Regions from separate parts of the Sus scrofa genome. Here region 1 is linked to region 2. A link is a contact called in public HiChIP or PLAC-seq data. All regions are on one chromosome and are shown on one strand. Each heading gives the region's core, a stretch centred on a gene start, on an enhancer-like site or on the middle of the called end of the contact. The rest is flanking DNA. Distances are from core to core; before and after follow the strand shown. Region 1 holds the start of SLTM (SAFB-like transcription modulator). Region 2 holds the start of GCNT3 (beta-1,3-galactosyl-O-glycosyl-glycoprotein beta-1,6-N-acetylglucosaminyltransferase 3).

What was found. HiChIP or PLAC-seq counts read pairs in DNA pulled down with a chosen protein or histone mark.
Region 1: an H3K27ac HiChIP or PLAC-seq map of alveolar macrophages shows a contact between it and region 2. The contact joins the promoter of SLTM here to the promoter of GCNT3 in region 2. A contact is called at or near these places in 2 of 5 promoter capture datasets (fetal liver and fetal skeletal muscle) and 1 of 2 datasets of contacts at active chromatin or transcription factors (alveolar macrophages).

What each region holds. Positions count from the first base shown.
Region 1 is chr1:113,083,214-113,086,390 of Sscrofa11.1, forward strand. It overlaps SLTM (SAFB-like transcription modulator), which reads left to right and starts at 1,882. Exons shown (of 21, transcript XM_021073623.1): 1 at 1,882-2,242. The coding sequence starts at 2,081.
Region 2 is chr1:112,539,325-112,542,391 of Sscrofa11.1, forward strand. GCNT3 (beta-1,3-galactosyl-O-glycosyl-glycoprotein beta-1,6-N-acetylglucosaminyltransferase 3) reads right to left here and starts at 1,660. Exons shown (of 5, transcript XM_021094516.1): 1 at 1,433-1,660.

The DNA of each region.
Region 1 (3,177 bases), core at 632-3,131, 540 kb after region 2:
TCCCTCATTGATACCAAATGGTATCTCCACTGCTTTGCTGAAGAATCCAGAGCAGTAATTTTGTGCAATATTCCACATTCAGATTTGTCTGATTGTTTTCTCATGACGATTTAGAGTCATCTTGGCAATTTGGCTTCAAAATGGATGCTCTAGTGCATAAGATCATAAGGTACAGATCTCCATTTTAAGATAAATCCATTATTAGATTTTTTAAAAACAGAACTTCATTCATTTAACATATAACATTAGGTTTTGGTTAATGTAATCCCTTTTTATAAGTGTCCACAGACGGTCAAAGTAGGGTGGCTGAGTGGAAAAGGCACCAGTGTGCAAATTAAGGTGCAGTGCCAATTTGGCCAGTAATTAGTTGCAGTTTCTAGGTAAAAATCTTAGTGTTCATCTATGAGAGAGAGAGAGGATTAAGTCAGAAGATTCTAAAGATCCTTTGAATTCTAAAATTTTATAACTGTGAATCAACTTATAATAAAGACAGAAGTGGATATATATATATATATTTGTCTTTTTGCTATTTCTTGGGCCACTCCCGCGGCATATGGAGGTTCCTAGGCTAGGGGTCGAATCAGAGCTGCAGCCACCGGCCTACGCCAGAGCCACAGCAACGCGGGATCCGAGCCGCGTCTGCAACCTACACCACAGCTCACTGCAACGCTGGATCGTTAACCCACTGAGCAAGGCCAGGGATTGAACCCGTAACCTCATGGTTCCTAGTCGGATTCGTTAACCACTGCGCCACGACGGGAACTCCCAGAGGTGGATTTAGAATCAGGAGACTGGATTTGAGCACATGCCAGCTATGTGAACATGGACAAGCCATTGTACCTCTCTAAGCCTTGCAGAGATTTACTTCACAGGGTTTGGAAGGATGAGGGGGTTATTGTATGGCAAAGTACATTATAAAGAACTACCCAAACGTCAGGTATTATTTTACAATACCCAGTTTTTCTTTTTTTTTTTGTTCTAATTAATTAATGAGAAAAGGCAACCTAAAGCGACATAAAACTCATCTATTTCAATTTTAAAACCAGGAAATTTCCAGTAAGAATTAAGTGTGTGTCATACTTTGTTTTTGGCATTTATAGAATAATTTTATTCCATAATTGCTTATGCTTTGATGATTAATAATACCGGCTAAAGTTACTCACTTGTACAGGCCAGTCCCGCATAAGGTGGTCATTGTTCTTGGAGTCCCAAATTTTGAGGGGATCAAACAGTGAGGACAGTAAATGAGAACGGTAACAGGCACCTATAAACTAAACTCCTTATTCAGTAATCAATTTTGTGTTGAGACATCCGGACCCCCCGGAGAGGATGATAAACTGGCCAGTTCAGAAGGGAAGTTGTCCTGCTTTTCCAGTGAGATGGGCAGTCCTAGAATAAACGAAGATTTCCTGGGCAGAGGCACGTTTTCCCCGAGACAGCTTGGGCGGCTTATCACACAGGCAAGCCCTTTATATTCTTATAACCCTTTATGCTCTTTATATTAACCGCCCTAGGGTTTCTTTCCGGCCTTTGAATGGAACTTGGGGAAACTAGTTCGTTCGTGCACAGAGGCCACATTTTTTTTGATTATTCAGCAGAACCGATAAAGTATTTCCCTGAAGAGGTTCACGGAGCGCACACGCCTCTTACTCTGTGTTGAGTAACGCGCGAACTATGTATGCCGAGAGTGCCTAGCACACTGCTGTTGCTCAAGACTAGAGACGTTGCCAAAACATGGCTAACGAAGCAGCGCGGAACCATGGAGGTATGGAAGTTGGTGCGGTTGGACGCGCCCGACCTCCCCAGCCCACGCATGAAGTCGCACCGCCCAGGTGGCAAGACCGGCTCCGCGGCGCGCGCGGGGCGCCGTCCCCTGCGCAAGTGCGCACGCGCGCCCGTCATCCGGGTGCTGATCGCTGCTGCAGGTTGCGCCCGGGTGGCGAATAGGGGGCGGGGCCAGCGGCTCATTGTGCGCAGCGCTGCGCGGCGCCGGCTGCCGGCGAGGCCTGGGTCGAAGTTGGAGCTGCTGCCGCCGCCCTGCAGCCCACTGGCTGCCTCGGCCGCGCGCTGCTCTTCTAAAATGGCTGCCGCCACCGGTGCTGTGGCAGCCTCGGCTGCCTCCGGTCAGGCAGAAGGTAAAAAGATCACCGATCTGCGGGTCATCGATCTCAAGTCCGAGCTGAAGCGGCGGAACTTGGATATCACCGGAGTCAAGACTGTGCTCGTCTCCCGACTCAAGCAGGTGAGGCCCGGCGAGGGCCGGGAAGGCGAGCTTAGGCCGCGCCTCGGAGCCCCCACTTCCGCCGCAGCTCCCGGCCACCCGCAGCCGCCGGGACCCGAGGGGTGGCACGGTGGGGAGGCCCCAGGCGGCGCCCGCGCGCGCGGGGAGAGCTAGGACCCTCCCGCGGCGCCCCCGCCCCCGCCTCCGTGCGCCGGGCCTGGCCTGCCCTGGGCCAGCGAGCAGCCCGGGACCGGCCGCCGCAGCCGAGCGCACCCTTGCTTCCCCAGGGACGTCCTCGCCAGGCTGGCAGGACTGCAGCCGGCCGGCGCGGCCTCCCAAGGGCGACCGTGGAGATCCGGGAGGCACTCGGTCCCCAGCCTTTAGCGATGGTGAGCGCGTGCATTTCTTGGCCTCATAGGGACTGGTTACTTTGGTGACTTCTGCGAAGTTACCGTTTAATTGTGCCCAACCGTTTCCTCCCCATATTGGAGGGGAATTGATAGTGGGAGTTGATGGGTGGGTAAGAGAAAGGATTTGTTTTCCGCTGGGTTTTCTGTTTATGCATTAGCGCAATAATCTGCTTTTTCATCCCGGATAATCTTTCTGGTTTGAGTGAGTGTTGAAACTGTAGTAGAGGAGAAATAAGTTTGTATTATAGAAATTAGGAAAGCTCTTTTTAGTTCTTTGCTTTCGTAGCTAGCAACTTTTCTGCAATCGAGAATATTTAGACTTTTGTTCAGTATGATAATATGTGATAGTTAATTTTTTCGACTGGGTAAAATATAAAGCTCCATGTGATTTTGATACCTAATGATATTTCCTCCTGAAAGTGTCTCTCGTGTAGTTAAATTGCTCCTTTTTGAAGTTGCTTTATGAAATGACTGGCAATTCTGACGTCTTGAGGCTTGAGGTTTGCTATTTTTTCATTTCGTTTTTATAAAATAAGTTTAGATAGA
Region 2 (3,067 bases), core at 410-2,909:
TGGGGTGTGAGGAGGAGCAAGAAAGGCTGGTAAACACATTCTCCCTTTTCTTCGTCTTGGAGTGAAACCCAGAAGTAGAAAAACTGGTCAAGACGCCCAGATGGGTTTGAGGAAGCTGAAAACATTGTGGGGAGTGTGGAGAAGGCTGAGGTCTCAGGTAAGAAACTCAGCATGTGGTCCTGTCCAACCTGGTTTGGGCAGTAGCACAGCAGCTGTTGGATGTGGCAGCTTCTGGCCAGATTCTAGAATGCACGGCTGAGGACCTGGGAGCTGCCAAGAGACCAGCAGGGGCCGAGCAGGGACTGAGGGAACTGCAGGACTGCGGGAATGTAGGACTGCTCTGATAGAGGTGGTGTGGGTTTATTAGCGAGCACAAGCCAGGAAGTTGTATATGCCGATGCAAACAATCGACCAACAGTCTAGGACTAGAAAGGACTAGAAAATGGTTTTATTCAGCCAAGCTGAGGCCTAGGGCCAGGGAGTGCAGTCTCCATGAAGGAAGAAGGTGCTCTGGAGAAGCTGGTTTTCAGCAGAGTTGTACATCTTGTCAGAACAAAGAACATCTTATCATCAAATATGATACGGGCATATTTCTTCAAGGTTTTAAGAGAGACAGAGTAGCACGTACAAAGCCAGTCAACACCACCTTGGTTTCTAGGAAGGGAAACATTTTTGAAGGTGTACTAGCCTGGGCCTTATGCAGGGAGGGGGCCTCATGCAGGGAGGGGCACGCATGCAGGGAGGAGCATTTGTCACTAGCTTCACAGTGGACATACTTTACTAGTGGATAATGTATTCTTTTCTTAATGGTTAAAGCAGATGTACAATGCATGACAAACAGACCATCAGACAGGCCATTCTTGTTAACAAGAATTCAAACCAGATCGTATATAAACCAGAATGACTTCCCCATGCCTCAGTAGGCAAACATTTCTTCCAGCTCAAAAAGACACTGAAGGAAAAACACCACCCCGGGTACAATTTACTCTCCTTCAGTCTTATGTCAGCTGGGGTCCATTCAGGAAGACAGAAACCTCCCCAGGTATTCCATACAGGGAATTTACTACAGAGAATTTGTCATCCAGGTTATGGAAACTGAACAGCCAATAAGAGACAAGGAGGCATCCAGAGATCATAAAAGCAGGTGGGCGGGGGGGGGGGTGGAAATCTGTTTAGCCAGAAGGACAACACCTTAGCAGCTAGATGGACATGGGATGCCTGAATTGTAAATAGCATTATTTTGTAAAATAAGAAAATGTAGGTAAATTCCTCCTCCAGCTAGCTTCCTGGCTTGTACCCCCACCCCGGGTTTTCTCCATCAGGATTTTGCCTCTTAGCAAGGCCTTCCCTGGCCATCCTCCTGTGACTGGCCCCTCCCATCCCGGCACCCCCTACCCTCAGCCCCTGCTTTATTTTCCTCCCAAGCACTCACCATCAGCTGACAGGCCTTGGGATTCACTTGCCTGCTGACTTCCTCTCTCTGCCCCCACCTCACGTGAGGCTTAAAATTCCATAAGGGCAGAAATGTTGGTCTGTTTGGTTCCCAGCCAGAGCAGAGTTGGGGCTGAGTCACTGTCACGGTGCCAGCCTGCCTATCAAACCTGTCATGAATCCTCACCTACAAAGCCCGCTTCTAATTTCTCTGATACTAGGTTTCCTGTTCTAGAAAATGAGAGCTGAGCCCAAAGGCCGTTCCACAGAGGCATTCCTTGGCTGGGTGTTCTTCCTATTGGAACTTAGTGCCTAATGTGGAATATAAAAAATAACACAAACTAGCAAATATAGCCAGAAACGAACTCACAGGTTTTTTAGGGCCGCACCAGAGGCATATGGAGAGTCCCAGGCTAGAGGTCCAATTGGAGGCTACGCCAGAGCCACGCTGAATCTGAGCTGTGTCTGTGACCTGCCCCCACAGCTCATGGCAACATCGGATCCTTACCCTGCTGAGTGGGGCCAAGGATCGAATCCGTGTGCTCATGGATACTAGTTGGGTTCGCTAACCGCTGTGCCACGATGGGAACTCCCGAACTCAGGGATAGAACACACTGGTGGTTAACAGTGGAGAAAGGGAAGTTAGGAGGGGCAAACAGGGGTAGGGATTAAGAGGTATAAAATACTATGCATAAAATAAATAAGCTACAAGGATATAGTTTACAGCACAGGGAGTAAAGCTAAATTTTATAATACTTATAAATAGTACATAATCGTTACCTAAAGCTAACATTGTAAATCAACTTTACCTTGATTAAAAAAAAATTCCCTGTAGATTTCTATTTCTTCCACGTGGTGGCAGCAGAGGACAGCGAATCTCGAGGACTGACGGTGTGGAAAGCTCTGTGATGACACCTCGTGGTGAAATCAGGCAAACATCTTCACTCCCCTCCGTCCTGTTCTCTGGCCCTTCCTCCGTGTCCCAGAAGGGAGTCAGATTTTTGCTTTCTCTGTGCCCCCAACCTAACGCCAAAACAGAACTAGGTCACAAGTTTGAAAATTAAAAAGGCACGGCAGTGAGGGATTAAAAACAGACCAGGAACCACTTAAAGCAATTATACACACCTGAGATAAGCCAATAAGAACTGGATTTAGCTCCAAATTTCTAGACTCTGGGGCAGGGCTGGTATTAGGATGAGGTGAGTGAGACCCTCACCTCAAATGCTAAATGTAAGGAGAAGAACAGTCAAAACTCTCAGCCATCAAGATAAATATGGTTTGTGTAATATTTCTAGAATTCTAAATTAACCAAAAAAAAAAAAAAAACCCTCCACCAACCCCATAATTTTAAATAGAATTACATAAAACATGTATATGAGGCATACATTTTTCTTTTTTGCCTCAGTTCCAAAATAACGCCACACAACTTGGTTGGATTTGATCTTTAAGGTTTGGCATTTTGTTCACTGTGCATTTTTTGGCATCAATATTTGACCTTTTAAAAAGATGGCATGAACATATAATTTATGTTAATTACAGATTTGGGGGAATCCCTTTAAATTTCCACTTTGCCTCACCCTAATCCCAGGACCGCCTGGTCCATCTCGCTAGGGGGCAGCAGAATCACCTGAGTCCT